Linked DNA regions of Mus musculus: region 1 is linked to region 2. Evidence: chromatin contacts called from public Hi-C data. All regions are on one chromosome and are shown on one strand. Each heading gives the region's core, a stretch centred on a gene start, on an enhancer-like site or on the middle of the called end of the contact. The rest is flanking DNA. Distances are from core to core; before and after follow the strand shown.

What was found. A called contact is a pair of places that touch in the nucleus more often than the background predicts.
Region 1: a contact with region 2 is called in a Hi-C map of CD8 T cells, with 2.3 times the contacts expected there. The contact joins two enhancer-like sites. A contact is called at or near these places in 3 of 15 datasets of contacts at CTCF or cohesin (embryonic stem cells, large pre-B cells and pro-B cells), 27 of 484 Hi-C or Micro-C datasets (B cells, CD4 T cells, CD8 T cells and 12 more), 8 of 115 datasets of contacts at active chromatin or transcription factors (bone marrow-derived dendritic cells, bone marrow-derived macrophages, embryonic stem cells and 2 more) and 3 of 9 other capture datasets (adipose tissue, embryonic stem cells and liver).

The regions. Positions count from the first base shown.
Region 1 is chr6:83,267,137-83,270,045 of GRCm38.p6, forward strand. It overlaps Slc4a5 (solute carrier family 4, sodium bicarbonate cotransporter, member 5), which reads left to right. Exons shown (of 25, transcript NM_001166067.1): 9 at 270-424; 10 at 1,058-1,246. Among named protein-coding and RNA genes, the nearest start is that of Slc4a5, 31 kb to the left of the region's middle. Within about 2 kb of position 1,270, at least 306 of the 459 cell types and tissues checked have an H3K27ac peak or open chromatin away from gene starts, as enhancers often do. A contact at or near this core is called in CD8 T cells, the HL-1 cell line, the P5424 cell line and 3 more, where this site is marked.
Region 2 is chr6:82,912,313-82,915,470 of GRCm38.p6, forward strand. It overlaps Sema4f (sema domain, immunoglobulin domain (Ig), TM domain, and short cytoplasmic domain), which reads right to left. Exons shown (of 14, transcript NM_011350.4): 13 at 2,055-2,113; 14 at 1-1,792. The coding sequence ends at 1,179. Among named protein-coding and RNA genes, the nearest start is that of Sema4f, 26 kb to the right of the region's middle. Within about 2 kb of position 1,254, at least 81 of the 459 cell types and tissues checked have an H3K27ac peak or open chromatin away from gene starts, as enhancers often do. A contact at or near this core is called in CD8 T cells, the HL-1 cell line, the P5424 cell line and 3 more, where this site is marked.

The DNA.
Region 1 (2,909 bases), core at 20-2,519, 350 kb after region 2:
CCTATGCTTGCTTGTCTCTAATGTATCTCGGAGGCATAGGTTTCTGATCTCAGATGACCGCCTGCTCTTGGAACTGGCTCTTTCCTATTGTTCCCTATTTCCCTTACTGTCCTTTGTCCTTATCCACCCACTGGAACCAAGTGGGCATCCTGAGAAATGGCTAGAATTGGTTCCTTTAAAGATAGCTGTGATGTGCTCACTCCCAGGAGGGGAGGACTGAGCCCTCTTTTCTCCTTTCTGCTTTTTTATCCTTCTCCATTCCTCACCAGCTATTCAGCGATGTGGCTTATAAAGCTCGGAACCGAGAAGATCTGATCGCAGGGATTGATGAATTTCTAGACGAGGTCATTGTCCTTCCCCCTGGAGAGTGGGACCCAAACATCAGAATTGAGCCACCCAAGAAAGTTCCCTCAGCTGACAAGAGGTGTGTGTTCGGGATAAGAGCAGCAGAGGGTACTCCACATCCGGCATTTTCTTCTCCCTGTAGCAAATCAGAAGCCAACACGGCCACTTATGAACAGCTCTAAAGTCAGGAGTGGGGACTGTGTAGGGGGATGCATATTACTGAATCATTTTCTGTCTTTCTGTGGTATGTGCAATGTGCGTTCACGTCTGAATATGTGTGGGTGCATATGTAGAGGCCCTGACGGTGGCACCAGGGAATTTTTCTTTGCTCTCCACCTTATTCACTGAGGCAGAATCTCTCAGTGAACCCAATGCTGCAGACAGATTTAGATAGTCTTGTTCTAGCTTGTTCTGGGGTTCCCCTGTGTTGGAATTCCAAGTGGCTGCCTTGTCCACCTGATCATCAAATGGCTTCTAGGAACCCAGCTCTTGCCCTCTTGTTTGTGTGGCAAATGCTTTAAACAGCTGAGCTCTCTCCCCACCCCCATCTTCATTCCCCCCCCCCCCCCCCCCCCCCCCCCCGCTTTTCAAGATAGTAGATAGTAGGTTGGGTTGTTTGTTTGTTTTTTGAGGGGGAAGGGGACAGTCCTGAGGGACTGGGCTCTTCCCAGCATTGAGAGCCCTGCTCTGCCCCATCTGCCTTCTCTTTCAGGAAATCTGTGTTCTCTCTGGCAGAGCCGGGCCAGATGAATGGCTCTGTGGGCGGAGGCGGAGCCTCGGCTGGAGGAGGCGGCAGTGGCGGAGGGGCTGGAGGCAGCGGGGCTGGCGGAGTGGGCAGTGGCGACGAAGCTGAGATGCCAGCTATGCACGAAATCGGGGAGGAGCTGATCTGGACCGGAAGGTGCCCGCTCCACACCTGGCAGAGAGCCTGCTGTCCTGAACCCTTCCTTCTTCCGGTCCTGTTAGCGATCCTCTCGCTGCTGTGTGCAGCGCCCCTTAGGGACGGGGATCTGACCACTGCAGTCGTCCCGCACTCTAGTGAATCGTGTGGCTCTGACAGAATTGTGTGGGGTGAGATGAACAGAAGGATCCCACCCGTGAGGAAGGAACCGAAACATTTCTCTAGGCATTCTTTAGTAATTGTATCCTATAGCGGCAGAAACAACGTATCACAAGCAAGGTAGTGTAAAATTACTGACGTCCATTTTCACATGAGTGTGAGATCAGAAGGTTAAAATGGAGATGTCACCAGGGAGCAGAGCCTTTGTGGATCCTACCTCTAATTCCTGGCACTGGAAAGACTGAGGCAGGAGGATTGTTGCAAGTTCCAGGCCAGCCTGTGTTATATAGTGTGAGGCCCTATCTCAACCCTACTCCTTAAATAAAGATGCCAGCAGTGCACCACTGCCTTTGAGCCTCTAGGAACGTCCTTCCTCTCCTTGAAAGACAGCCAGGAGTCTCATAGCACTCCTTGATTTGGCTGTTGTGTCACCTCAGTTTTTGTGTATAAATTTCCATGGCCTTGTCCCTGTGTGATATCTTTGGATAGTATTGCCTGGTTTCTATAATGGCTGGATCAAAGCATTCTTAATGAGTTCATTGTAACTTAATTACATCCTCTCTGCCTCCCTCTCCCGCCCCTTTGTGGTCTCAAGTAACCCAGGTTGACTTCAAGCTTGCTATAGCTAAGGATGATTTTAAATTGATGGTGCCCCCGCCCCTTCCTCTCCAGTGCTGAATTCACAGGCACCACCATGCTTGTCTTATAAACCAGGGCTTCATGCCTACCAGGCAAACATTACCAACTGAGCTTCATTCTCAACCCAGAGACTTTCTAAGTAAAACCATATTCACAAGTATACCAGAGGTTGGAGATTTAATGTATCTTTTAAAAAGAAGCAAGATCTTGAAATCTTAATTTTTTTTTTAAAGCTTCATTTTTCTTTCTTCTGGGGAACAAGAAAAAACTTTCCTGGCCTGAGTTCCCTGGCTGCTCTTGGAGTCACCTAGGTTGACCTAGGTTTAGGGAAGTCCAGAGAAGTACAAGGCTCTGTGCAACCGAAGCCGTTGGGAATGAAGCTGTGTGCTGAGTCTTTCTCGCTGTGATAAGATTCTCTGACAAAAGCAACTGAAGGGAGAAAGGTTCGAAGTTTAAGTAACAGCAGCTCATGCTGGGAAAGTCAAAGTGCAGGAGTTGGAGGGAACTGGTTACATTGTATCCACAGATACATTGTATCAAGACACGAGAGCATTAAGCTCTGGCTCATTTTTTTCCCCAGTCTCTCTCTCTCTCTCTCTCTCTCTCTCTCTCTCTCTCTCTCTCTCTCTCTCTCTCTCTCTCTCTCTCTCTTTTCGAGGCAGGGTTTCTCTGTGTAGCCCTCCTGTCCTGGAACTCACTCTGTAGACCAGACTGCCCTCGAACTCAGAAATCCGCCTGCCTCTGCCTCCCAAGTGCTGAGATCAAAGATGTGTGCCACCACTGCCTTCTTTTTCCAATTTTTATTAGGTATTTTCTTCATTTACATTTCAAATGCTATCCCGAAAGTCCCCTATACCCTCCCCTC
Region 2 (3,158 bases), core at 4-2,503:
TCCAGGGACTGGCCTCAGGCAGCAGGCCAGGGAGGAACTGCCTCACAGCAACACCTCCTCCATTTATGTGGCCCAAGTGTGGTGACTATGGACCATGGTCCTTTAACCTCATTAAGGCCTTGAGAATCTGATGAAAGCCATCACACACACACACACACACACACACACACACACACACACACGCACGCACGCACACATGCCACACATGGACAGACATTTCTTTGCATACAATTTCAGGGAGTCCTGCTAGGGGACTCCTGCTTTAGGGCAAGGGTGAAAGTCACTGAGGCAAATCTTCTTGAACCTGCTTGTAATTTCCTACACACTTTTCTGGGTTCCTTTTGTCATCCCTCAATAGCTAGAATGTTGTGAAGTTCATTTTAAATGGAAGCCAAGGAAAGAGGGCTCAGCCTCCACTCCAGCCAGGGAAAAAGCAGCGGTGGCACGGCAGTGGTGGCAGCCAGAGGAGAAAGATGAGGAGAAGGACGGGGCCACGTGTCCTGCTGCCCTTCCCACCAGAAGGTCACTTTGGGAACTTTGCTCAAAGTTGAAGAAGCGCTGTGGGGTGATGGGGTCGTGTGGTTTCCCTCACTGGCTACCGAGGGTAAAGTTGTCCCCCGTTCCAACCTTCCTCTCCGACCCCCCAAAAGCACCTAGGCACCGGCCCTGTCATCCACACACACCTGGACAGGTCTTCGAGGCACACCAGTGTATAGACACACACTCTTCAAGGGACAAAGGGAAACTGAGTTGGGAGAGATCTCAAGGCAGTCCGGGGATCATGCGCTCCCCAGAGTCAGCAAACTGGAAAATCATCATACAGGCACCACACGGATGCAGGGCACACGCGCTCCAACCACCCCGCAGTGCTCCCTCTTTCCGGGGGCCCACCATAAGCAAATCAGAGCCTGTGTCCTTGCTCCACCCCACAAGCTGATGATGGGCCCAAGACAAGAGGCCATAGCAGAGGGCTACAGGGTTGATCTCTCATGAGAATCAGGAATCAGGCAAAGGTCTGGCCCTCAGCTCATCCAGGTCCAGAGGACAGACACTGACGTGTGATCACACAGACTCCAAGAGAATGGAGCAGCCATGATCGTCTCCCAGGTTCAGTGACCCTGGTCTTCGTAGCCGCTAGTTCCAGAGATTGCTCATGGCTGGCAGTCATTTTCCTGGCTTTAGATAGACGTCTCATCGCACGTGGCCAGAGGAGCCCCAGTGAGCCGGATGTGGGCTGGGCTCGGGCAAGAATCCAGCAGGAAGGGTGGAGGGAAGCCACCAAAACCACTGCCCCGCTTACCCAGGGCCAGGGGCAGCCGTTCATCTTCAGGTGAAGGAGAGGGAGGGTCTTGGCTATAGCTTGTGGTCCCAGAAGGTGGAGCCCCCAGATCTAAGCCCACCTTGTCTCTAGCTAGAAGCTCCCTCTGTCGCCGCCGCTGCTGACGGCGACCAATCAGGAGGAGAGTGAGAGATGCTGCTAGAACACCCAGGAAAAAGCCAACCAGCCCAGCCCCCACAACGGTGTGGGCCCGGTTTGCGGGCCCCCTCTGGCTGCCCCACACCAAGCTATAAGCAGCCACCACACGGGCGGCTCCACCCTCCTGACACTCGCAAGCATAAGCCCCCATGGCCCCTGGGGTCACCACCACCTCTAGCCCATCCCTTCGTGGGGTGAGCGAAGTCACTCCACTGGGCTGGTGCCACACACAGGATGCCCAGGCAGAACTGGGGGAGCACGGCAGGACCACGTGGCCCACCGTAGCCACTGGAACTTCAAACACTACCGGATGTTCTGTGGAGAGAAGGCAAAGACACAAAAGACATGAAGCTATAGGCAGGAAGTAGGATGGGGGCATATGGAGAGATGTCATATATAAGATATGTAGGGACATTGCCAAAAGGGATTCCCAAAAATGGAAAGGCCCTGGGTCCTGGGTCCTGGGTCCTGGACTGCCATGTCTTCATGGGATCAAGTCTTTTGAATGAGACAAAAAAGATCAACTCTCTAGCCCCTTTCTATACATTCCACCCGCATTTCTCTGAGCCATACAAACCTCCAGGTTCTTTTGGACACAAAGAAGAGACATCTGCTGACTCTATGTCTTGAACCATCCTACAGAGAAGAGAATATCTGGTAAACCTAGTGTTCCAATGTGCTTGCACCTTCCTCAGACCCTCACAGTACCATGGTACTCAGCCCCACGGTACTCCCACTACCACAGTACTTGGTTACCACAGTACTCAGTTATCACAGTACTTGGTTGCCACAGTATTCAGTTAACAAAGTACTCAGTTAACACAGTACTAAGTTATCACAGTACTCAGTTATCATAGTACTTGGTTACCACAGTACTCAGTTATCACAGTACTTGGTTGCCACAGTATTCAGTTAACAAAGTACTCAGTTAACACAGTACTAAGTTATCACAGTACTCAGTTATCATAGTATTTGGTTATTACAGTACTTGGTTACCACAGTACTCAGTTATCATAGTACTTGGTTGTCACAGTATTCAGTTAACAAAGTACTCAGTTAACACAGTACTCAGTTATCATAGTATTTGGTTATCACAGTACTTGGTTACCACAGTACTTAGTTATCACAGTACTTGGTTGTCACAGTATTCAGTTAACAAAGTACTCAGTTAACACAGTACTAAGTTATCACAGTACTCAGTTATCATAGTATTTGGTTACCACAGTACTCAGTTAACACAGTACTTAGTTATCACAGTACTCGGTTATCACAGTCCTGACTCCAGAACCCATCATGTTAGAAATCACTCCTGGAGTTAGTCAGCATTCACCCCTCCACCAAATCTTTCCTTAATGTACCTCAAGGCTTTTCCCTGTCAAGTATCCACATATTCCTAGCTGACAATCTGTTGGAAACGTGCTTGGTGGGTATCCCCTAAGAGGCAGGGAAATCTGAGAAGTGAAACTGCTGTCCATGGCTACAGGGTGCCCTCTCCTTTACACCTGAAGGCTTGGGGGAGGGGCTGTGAGTCGTGGTAAACAAGATTGCCATGCAAGCATGAGGCCCTGCCGTAAACCTGCAGCACCCAGGTAAAAGGCTGGGTGTGAGGCCAGGCTGGTGGCCTGCCATGGGCTTCAAAACGGAAAATCCTAGTGTTACAATGAAAAAGAATTTTGCAAGC